2 separate regions of the Arachis hypogaea genome follow, and region 1 is linked to region 2. The links are chromatin contacts, called in public Hi-C maps. All regions are on one chromosome and are shown on one strand. Each heading gives the region's core, a stretch centred on a gene start, on an enhancer-like site or on the middle of the called end of the contact. The rest is flanking DNA. Distances are from core to core; before and after follow the strand shown.

Region 1 (4,934 bases), core at 1,131-3,630, 420 kb before region 2:
GAATGGATCTGTGGCGAGGAAGTGGAAACAGAAGAAGACAATGTCGATGGAGAATGGGTTTAGAGAGGAAAGAAAACATTGATTGGGGAGAGATGCTAACATAGCTGCTTTGGATCAATTTGGTTACCGATGGACAGCCTGCAGTTGCTATCTACTAAAATATAAAGTTATGTAGCAAGAAGGAGATGAAGGTGAAGTGTCAAGCTGAGACAAAAAGGGTGCAGCACATGCAGGCAGGCAGTGATTACATCGGACTTTCACACTTTTTCCACTGCTGCAAATTTGAAAAAGTGAACCTGCACATTAATAAGAAATTAGCTGAGTTACAGTCAAGAGAAGTTATTAGTGAATAATGTTAAAATTCGAAGAGAAATTTACTTTATATAAGTAGAGTTGAGAGTTGAAATTCTCATTATTCTCTTGCAATTTGTCTAATTTCATATGTTTAGCTCGGCTAGTTTTTTTTTTTTTTTTTTTTTTTTCAGGATAGGAAGATGGCCAAATTCAGGCTATTCAAAGGAGGCAAACGGGCAAAGTTGTAGCTTCATTCGAGGAGAGCAAGGTTCTTGTCTCTTTTTGCTCCCTCTCTTTCCTTCATTCTTCTCCTTTATCCTCTCTCTCTCTCTCAATATATGTAGAAGCTATAGTTATATGCAGAGCTAAGTAGAACTATCAAGTTCAATCACATATATAAACCAGTCTTTAACTAAACATTTCAAACTGACACAAAAACCAAAATTATATGGAAACTAAGGTTAACAAAGTTCTAGTTTCTTTTGGTCCATCACTTCCCTTCATTCTTCTCTTCTAGCCTCCTCTCAATTTAAACTTCAAATAAAAAGGTAGAAAACTTTACCTTAACAGAATATTGAGCCAGGTTGAAGGGGCACAGACAGAAGGGAAGCAGAAATAGTCCAAAATCCCTGAACAAGAAGAAGAATATCTCTGGAGGCAGAAAATTAACAGCAGCATCAAGAACAAATAACAAATCAGATTTGACATAGAGATGAGAAACAAGCAACAAGAACAGGAAATTAAATTACTTGAACAGTTGAAGTCACTGAAGGAAACTAGCAGCAACTGCAGAGATCACAGGTGAGATTTCTTCTTCTCAATGCGAAATGGAACTGATACTGAAAAATTTTCCCCTAATGCCAGAGGGAGCAGTCCAATCGTAATTCCAGCACAGAGGACGGTAAGAGTCGAGGGGACGAGAAACTAGCTGGCGAGGATGGTGAGCAGCTGGAAGCGGCCCTCGAGGATGAGTGTTGAGGGGAGGCGCGAGGGGAATGAGACTGAAACTGAAAGGAGGATTGTTAAGGTTGAAAAGAGATAAAATTCACTTAGAAAACATATAGCAAGCAGCAATCAAATTCTAGAACTAAAGCATAATCACCAGGCAATACTAATAATACAAATATTTAAGTAACATACAAATAACACAAAATATTATAACATGGTCTAAAGTCTTATACATCCTAAACACAAAACATTAACTTATAACCAGAACAAATCAACCATATAATTCAGCAACAGAGAAATCAACCATGGTAATGCTAATAAATTAGATCAATATAATCAGAACAAATCAACCACATGATCAGAACAATAAAGCATTATCCTATAATCAGGACAAATTTTAAAAATTAGAAAAGATTAAGAATCAGAACAAATCAAGCATTAGCTTAAAAATTAGAACAAATTAAAATTTATAATCAGACCTTAATTTAAAAAATTATCTGTGGTGGTGGCGTGACTGAGCTTAATTATAATCAGACCTAAATTAAAATAAAATAAAAAACTGAAAATAACAGTTTACCTGAGATGAGCTTGAGAACAGGGGAAGGGGCAGCTGAGCTGAGGTGGCGGAGGGGCTGGCGGCGGGGTGACTGAGCTTCGGACTGAGTCGCGAGCAGCACGGAGAGGAGAGGAGAGCAGCGCGAGAAGAAGAAGTCGACCAGTGCAGCGCCGGCACGGAGAAGAAGATTGATTGAGGCTGGTGATGGTGGCTGAGCAGGGGGCACGAAGAAGGGATTGAGACTCAGAGAGGGCTGAGAGTAACTCGGTACGTATGTTTAGGGCCTTTTTCGTTTTTGTCAAGCTTGTTTTCGGAAATGAACAAATCGGCCCAAAATCCATGGATGAGTCCAACAATGTACTACACAATATATAAATTACATCTAACAGAAAAAAAATATATCAATTACAAATCTTTGAAGCCGGAATCCAGCACGGTTAGAATTCATGAGCCAGTATGGTGTCATGGTGTGCACTTAAACCACCTATAACACTAGAACCTAAAATTTCCTTTTCCTCTTATCTTGAATCAAATCTCTATATATGCACACATGATGCATCAAAACTATAATAATCAGTTTACAAGAGTGGTGTGAGAAAAGTATAATTCTTATTGCATTTTGTCAAGGTTAAGTACGTGTGTTAGTTGGATTGGGCTAGATCTTTGGTTGCATTGGTTTCTGAAAATGTAAAATTACTAAAAAAAATAAGAGAGTAAAATGAACTACTTTGTTAGTTTAGCCATCCGTTTAAATAAGGGTCGGGAGTTCAAATTTCTAGCAATCCATTCAGTTTACAATTTATGCAAACTTGAAGGAAATGTGGCTTTGATTACTGGTAGGGGTAGGGGCATCGGTGAGTGCCAACATTCGAGACCAACAAGGACTCACTTTCCAAGATGACATAGGAGTTAAATTCGCAACCTATGTACATTGTGATGTAGCAAAAGAAGATGATGTTAAAAATGCAGTTAACATAGCAATAATCAAAGTATTAAAATCTAGACATAATTGTGAACAACGCTGCAGCAATAGATGATGCTAACCCTAGCATTCTTGACAATGATGTGGCAGATTTTCAGCGCGTTTTTAGTGTCAACATTACGGGGCCTTTTTTGGGAATCAAGTATGCAGCTAGAGTGATGATCCCAACCAAAAAGGGTAGTATTGTAAACATAAGGACTGTAAGTTCAAGAGTTGGAGAGGCTGCAACTCATGCGAATACAAGTTCCAAACATGGCTTAATTGGACTCACAAAGAATGCAGCTGCTGAGCTTTGAAATTTTGGCATAATAGTGAATTGTTTGTCACCTTACTCCGTTGCTAACAGTGCTGGAATTAGAGGGTTCTTTAAACTTGATGATGAAGGGTGTTCAAATGTTTATTCGAATTTTAAAGGTGTTCATTTGATGGAAGAAGATGTAGCACAAACTGCACTCTATTTGGCTAGTGATGAGTCCAAGTACATCAATGGTCATAATCTAGCTATTGATGGTGGTTTTACTACTATTAATCTAATGTTCGGTTTGTTTTCACAATCTTAATTAAGTTTTAACACTTTAAACTTTTATATATGTCCTATTTTGTTTACTAATTTATTAGTCTTGCTCTCAATGATGTGTAATAGTATTGTACTGTTTTCTGTATAATAATACAACAATGCTAGGAAATCAAGAGGGTACCAGCCAAAAATCAGCCAAATGCTTTTGGGTGAATCCAAAATCTCTACGTGAATGATGCTTATATTAGGCATTAAGATGTTTCTTCTTTTACTAAGTATCAGAATGTTTCTTTTTCATACTAAATGGATGTTCTTTTATATATTTTATAAATTTTTTTATATACTAAGAATCGGGATTGTTGGAAGTTCCGTGATCCCCGCCTCTATTTCTCCAACGTATCATTCAGAATTTTAATTTGGGGTGAGAAGTAATTAATATCAAATATTATAAATTAAAAATAAATAAAATTAGTTAAATATAATTATAAATTAGTTAAGTTGTTTACTTTTTGACTGATCACCTCTTAGTTTCATATACTTTTCCATAATAAAATAAAGCGAAGATTTCTTGGGTACTAATTAAGAGGTTTTTATTTTTTCTCCCCCTTCTCCGTAACCTTCATAAATCATAATAAGTGACATATCAACAAACTTGAAGGAGAGATAGGGTTTGTTGACTTTTTTAAATATAAAAAAATAATTTTAAACAATAAAAAATTCATGTTACTAATATTTATTTACCAAAAAATATTTATTTTTGTTAGAAAATATTTTTTATAAACGAAGACTAAATTCTTAAAGTGGTTTTTTAGATTTATAGTTTTTATTATTTTAATTCATCAAATTGAAGTACTACAAATTAAAGTACTGCTCTGATTTGTCTCGCTGGACACAAGTCTAAACGACGTCGTTTTGTTTTAGCGCTTAGACAAGGCAAAATTGAAAAGACGAAGAAAAGTTTTTATGATGTGCAAACCGTGTTATCTTTTCTTATTCTCCAAAATGACTTGTTTTTGTATTGTTTAAGTGCCAAAATGAAACAATATCATTCGATCATGTGTTTAACGTGACAAATCAGAGCTAACTGAATATTCTGTTTGTTGATTCAAAACCAGAAAGGGTTTAGAAACTAATATGATGCCTAAAACTAGATTTCGAAGATCAATATAATAAATTTTAATTTAAGTGACTAAAATAGTGAAAGTCGTAAATCTTAAAGATTACTATAAAAATTTAAGCTACAAACGACTGTTAAAATGGATAAAACTCATCGGATCAATTTATTTATGCTTTAAATAGATAGATTTCTCTCTCTCTCAAGTTATTAAAAACAAAATATTAAATAGCTTCAATGCAATTAGTTAAAAAAAGAAGGGGTTAAATATGTTGTAAAACAACTAAATAAATAAGGAAGATGTAAATATAAAATAGAGAAATATAAACTTGTTCTTATCTCACTATAATATAAGTAGTTACTATAATATAAGTAGTTTATCTATTTACTAATATTATAAATATTGTAATTTGAAATTACAGAGAAATAAAAGAGAGAGAGAGTTTATTAACAGTGTATAAAGAAAAGAATATTATAGTAAAAGAGAGAGAGAAGGAAATATTTTATTGTTCTTGTCTATTCC
Region 2 (4,835 bases), core at 895-3,394:
AAAGATGACCAAGTAGCATGCCTCCAAGATCTATACTTATCCAAGATACTAACAAAAAAACCAAAGAGCTCAACAAGAACAACGGGGCAAAGAGAGAAATGATGATAACATACCTTTGAATATAGCGCCTATTAACCCCTTCCTCCAAGCCGCTTCCGACACCTTGATAGCCGAATCCACGCACACAACTTTCTCCGATCTGCGCTTAACAGGTACGCCGCCAATGACTCACGACGCTTGTCCCGGATTTTACCTCCGATGACGACCGCGGGCCACAAAGTGAGACCAAGAGCCTTCAAGAAAAACCACTCAATTTGACTCACTAAACCTACATTCAACTAAATTCCCTGTTGAAACTCTAACTATATTTTTGAAATTTTTTTAATTTTCCTCAATAAATTTTTTTCCAAATCAAAATTTCAAATTTCTAATCACTTCCTCTATTACTATTATCAACTGTTATTAGTTTTACTGTCATTAGTGAATTTACCGTGTTTCATAATATAAGTCAACTACAAACTCCCACTACACGTGTCCACAAATCACATATCACATAGTCACCTTAGCCACTTTAAACACTTGGCCACTACAGAAGCTCCCATTTATTTATACCTTGCCTAATTGCCTGATCCTCTTTTTTTCTCTAACAGAAGCAAGAAGTCAAAATATTTTAACACTCATCCTATCATCCAGATGTATTTTCTGATTCCTGAAAATTAAGAGCGCAAAGTACTTAATAGAAGATTAGATCTTGAAATGCCTAATTGTTGTTGTTATTCGAACACAAATATTAGACAAGTACTAGAGAAGGAAGCCATTTAGTTTATATATTTTAATAGGGATGTTCGTGAATTGGATCTAATATGTATATCAACAAAGTTTATACGAATATGATCCGAAAATTTTAGATATGGATCCGATCACACAAATAAGATCGGATTGCGAATTTTGTGTAGGTATTCGCATATCTGCATATTCACAAAAATAAAAAAATAAATAAGTAAATATTCTTTCTATGTTTTATTTTAACTAATAATTATCATATATATTGTATTATTTTAATTTATTATTTAAGAAAAATATGTTCAATATTATTTTAAAAGTAAACATATTTTAAAAGAATAGAAAAAATGAATTTTATGATATTTTTAATAAAAATAAGTTTTTAAAAATATTTTTGCATTTTGCAAGTATATCCAATATTCGGTCCGATCCGATTCGTATATGTGCGGATCGGATCCAAACTTAAAAACTGCGGTTATTGGATCTTATCCGATTTGATGATTTTAGTGCGGATCGAATTAAAATTTTGACTATATCAAATTTAATCCGCGTTCACCCCTATATTTTAACGTAGCATTTTCGAATTTATTATTAGAAACAAAACAAAAACATTGATGGCGATGAATAAGAGAATAAAATCTGTTGAGAAGAATTGGCTTGAAAGATAATTAGAGAATAGTGTATTTGGAAGAATTAATAGTGTGCAAACAAGGATTCTCAGTGGAAAACAAAAATCAGAGTGAGGGTAGCTAAACTAAAAATTTGGATTGAAAATTTAGATCAAAAGAGTGAAAAAATGAGAACAAAAGAATGGTTTAAATTTTAAACAGTTTCAACAAAAAATAATATTAAGAAAATATAAGAAAAAGGCACGTTAATGAAAAAAAATAAAGAAGAGAGTTAGAAATGATCAGACTTATTTAAAAATATTAAGTGAAATGATTACTATAATAACATAAATTCATTTTTACATTATTAAATATAATTTGATAAAAAATTATATATATTTAATCATGTAACGTTATATTAATAAAAATAATTATTTAAATAAATATAATTAAATTATTATATAAAATATTTTATATAATTATATTTTTTAAAAAATATTTAAATGTAATGACTACTATAATAACATAAATTTATTTATGTATTGTTAAATTTAATTTTGATTCAAAAACAGTTTTATATATATTTAAAATATTAAAATTAATTATTAAAATAAATATATAATAAAAATAAATTAAATTTTAATTTTAATAATTAATTTTAATATATATATAATAAAATAATTATTTAAATAAAAATAATTAAATAATTATATAAAATATTTTATATTGTCTCTCAACTCTTCAAAATTAAAATCCGTATTATTATTATTATTGTGATTTTAGTTAGAAACACAGGAAAAAAGAAAGAAAGAAAGAAAGAAAGTAAAACTCCAAATAACTGTGAGGTTCATAACTCCACACACCATCAGAGACCAGATACCAATTCTTCTCCTGCCGGTAGCTGCTGTGTGCTCTTCTCTTCTCCCCAATCCATCTCACGCCTCCTCCCTTTTCTTTTGTCCTGAACGCGCCGCTACCTAAATCTTACGGCGGCCTATATCGCCGGCGACGCCGACGTACGCGTTCCATTTCCACGCCGCCTACATCAGCCTTAGGTCAGCCGGCATCCACCAGTAACTAACAAGGGCGGTCGTGTGTGCTCTCTGCCTCTCTCTTTTGACCGTTAACTTCAACTGCCGTTTCTTCCAATACCATGTCGTTTTATCGCGGACTGTCACGGATTTCGAGAAATCTCAGAGGCGGCGGTAGCTTCAATGGAAGTCGGTTCCGTAGTCTCCAATTTCTTGCTTCTCACGAACACCACTCATCTATGGGCTCTGCTGAAAAGGTAAATGTCTTCTCCCTGCTTTCAACCTTGCTTCGTGTTTGTAATTAGGATCTAAAAGTAGTTAATTCCTTTTAATCAACTCATTGGAACGATTGGAGCCACGAGTAAATTTGGAATCGGTTTATGTTTTCTGAATTTTCTATTACTATCAATAAGCATAATCATAGTGCTTCCACAATGTTTGGTTTCAAAATCGCAATACTCTAATGATTAAATTATTACTTCCAATATAAGATGGATTAGGCACTTCATACCTAGATGATTATTGTAGGTTCATATTTGTTCACTAGTTTGAAATTGATATGAAGCAAATCATGAATAGTGGTTCTTGCTACAGGAGTCAGGGTAAGTGGCGGGTTAGACCAATGAATTTGTTTAATGCTTCTTTTTAAATTGTGAAGTAAGGGGAAATGATTGCGATTTAAAGAAAAAATGAATACCTAGCTGAAAATAGTTATGTTAACGAGAAGGAATTTTGAATTTACCAATTATGGAGATTTATTTTCAGTGGTTACAGTTTGTGCTAGTTTTAGAATATTATGGCTGAGGAAGATTGATGCTATTGAAACTTGGTTGATTAACAGAGTAATTGGAGAAATCTACTTTACTAATGCTTTAATTGTGAGATGCAGGTCAGAAGTTTTGTTTTTACAAAGGGTCTGCCAGCATTGCATAGTAGCAGATATAAAATCCATCAACAAAGCCACTCCATTTCTGAGGTTAGTTAATTTATGCACACTGCTATACTGCTCTGAATCCCATTTCTTATAGTTTTAAAGCTATATATATTTCACTTTCTTTACATAGAAGCTTCTACATTGCAGAACAGAATTCAAAAAATCTGTTTGAGTTGCTACATTATTTATAAATTTCACTGTTAGGATATCCATAACTGTAGATGTTCTCCAGAGAAGCTTAAACTAGTTCGACTAGTAGAGATTAACTTATTCATCATACCTTTTAAGAATTTAATTGGGAATGTCTCTTCAATCTTACATTTCTCAATGATTTTCACATTCCTAATCTTCTATTGAGACATATGTACTGTTGTTACTTGTCAGGATGAACTTGATCCATTTTCCATGGTTGCTGATGAACTCTCACTTGTTGCTAACAACTTGCGAGCGATGGTAGTTGCTGAGGTATTAAGTTTGTAAGTTTTTTATTTACTTTTAATGCAAATGCTTGGAAGTAACAAAAAATTTCAAAACTTATTTCTGTTTAAAGTCAGGTGTAGCTCATGGTGAAATTGAATATGACAGGTTCCTAAGCTTGCCTCAAGTGCTGAATACTTCTTCAGAATGGGGGTGGAAGGAAAAAGATTTCGTCCAACTGTAAGAATAGTTTTAATTGTAATCTGATCTAATGGTTATTCTCTTATCCAAAAATGTTTTCTTCTATGTTTTATAATATTGGAATTTGGAAATATTTGGGAAACCTAAATGTTCAGACTGTGCGATGGACAAGGGTTTTACAAACTAAAGCTCCAATTTTTCCTTGTTTTAGTATTTCTAAGTATCAAGATGCATTATTGCCATATTTTACTTTATCAATTTTATGTGGAAAGTGGATTTGGCATCAACATGTTTCTGTTGTCCTTATGCTTTCATATACAGGGTATGGTTGATGTATGTATATCTCTGCAGGTTTTATTGTTGATGTCAACAGCATTAAATCTATCAACACCCAAGCCACCTCATCATTTCGACCAAGGAGGCAGTGTTGCGACAGATCTACGCACAAGACAGCAATGCATAGCTGAAATAACAGAGATGATCCATGTGAGTCCTTCAGAAAATGTGCTGTATTAAATAAATGATACTTTCTTGACAGTGTTGATTCTCTTATGAATAAATAGAACTTACATGGTAGTTGGTTATTGATCTATATTTTTTCTTTGGCTTATGATTGTATGATGGAATTCCTATGAAATATAAAATAGATAAATCTGAACTTATTAAGCTCATTAATTTGTAGTCAGAATTGGAAGAAGAAATGTCTTATACTTAAGTCTGCACAAAGCATGGAATTGTGTTTATGATCTCTGCCCGCAGGTTACAGTTGTTTTAAGGGAAAATTCCTTTTTTTAGGCTGAGCGCGAGATAATTTTATAAATGTGTTCTAGGTTTAGCCATGTGTGGAAAGTATTGAAAGAT

What was found. A called contact is a pair of places that touch in the nucleus more often than the background predicts.
Region 1: a Hi-C map of leaf shows a contact between it and region 2, with 2.4 times the contacts expected there. The contact joins the promoter of LOC112782671 here to the promoter of LOC112784083 in region 2. A contact is called at or near these places in 2 of 8 Hi-C or Micro-C datasets (both in leaf).

Annotation. Positions count from the first base shown.
Region 1 is chr20:25,895,627-25,900,560 of arahy.Tifrunner.gnm2.J5K5, reverse strand. It overlaps LOC112782671, which reads right to left and starts at 2,380. Exons shown (of 4, transcript XM_025825170.3): 1 at 1,820-2,380; 2 at 1,044-1,301; 3 at 857-945; 4 at 1-296. The coding sequence starts at 79. It also overlaps the pseudogene LOC112785647.
Region 2 is chr20:25,475,510-25,480,344 of arahy.Tifrunner.gnm2.J5K5, reverse strand. It overlaps LOC112784083 (solanesyl diphosphate synthase 3, chloroplastic/mitochondrial), which reads left to right and starts at 2,144. Exons shown (of 12, transcript XM_025827196.3): 1 at 2,144-2,679; 2 at 3,312-3,398; 3 at 3,741-3,821; 4 at 3,942-4,013; 5 at 4,326-4,460. The coding sequence starts at 2,545. LOC140182530 (a long non-coding RNA gene) reads right to left here and starts at 632. Exons shown (of 2, transcript XR_011878289.1): 1 at 114-632.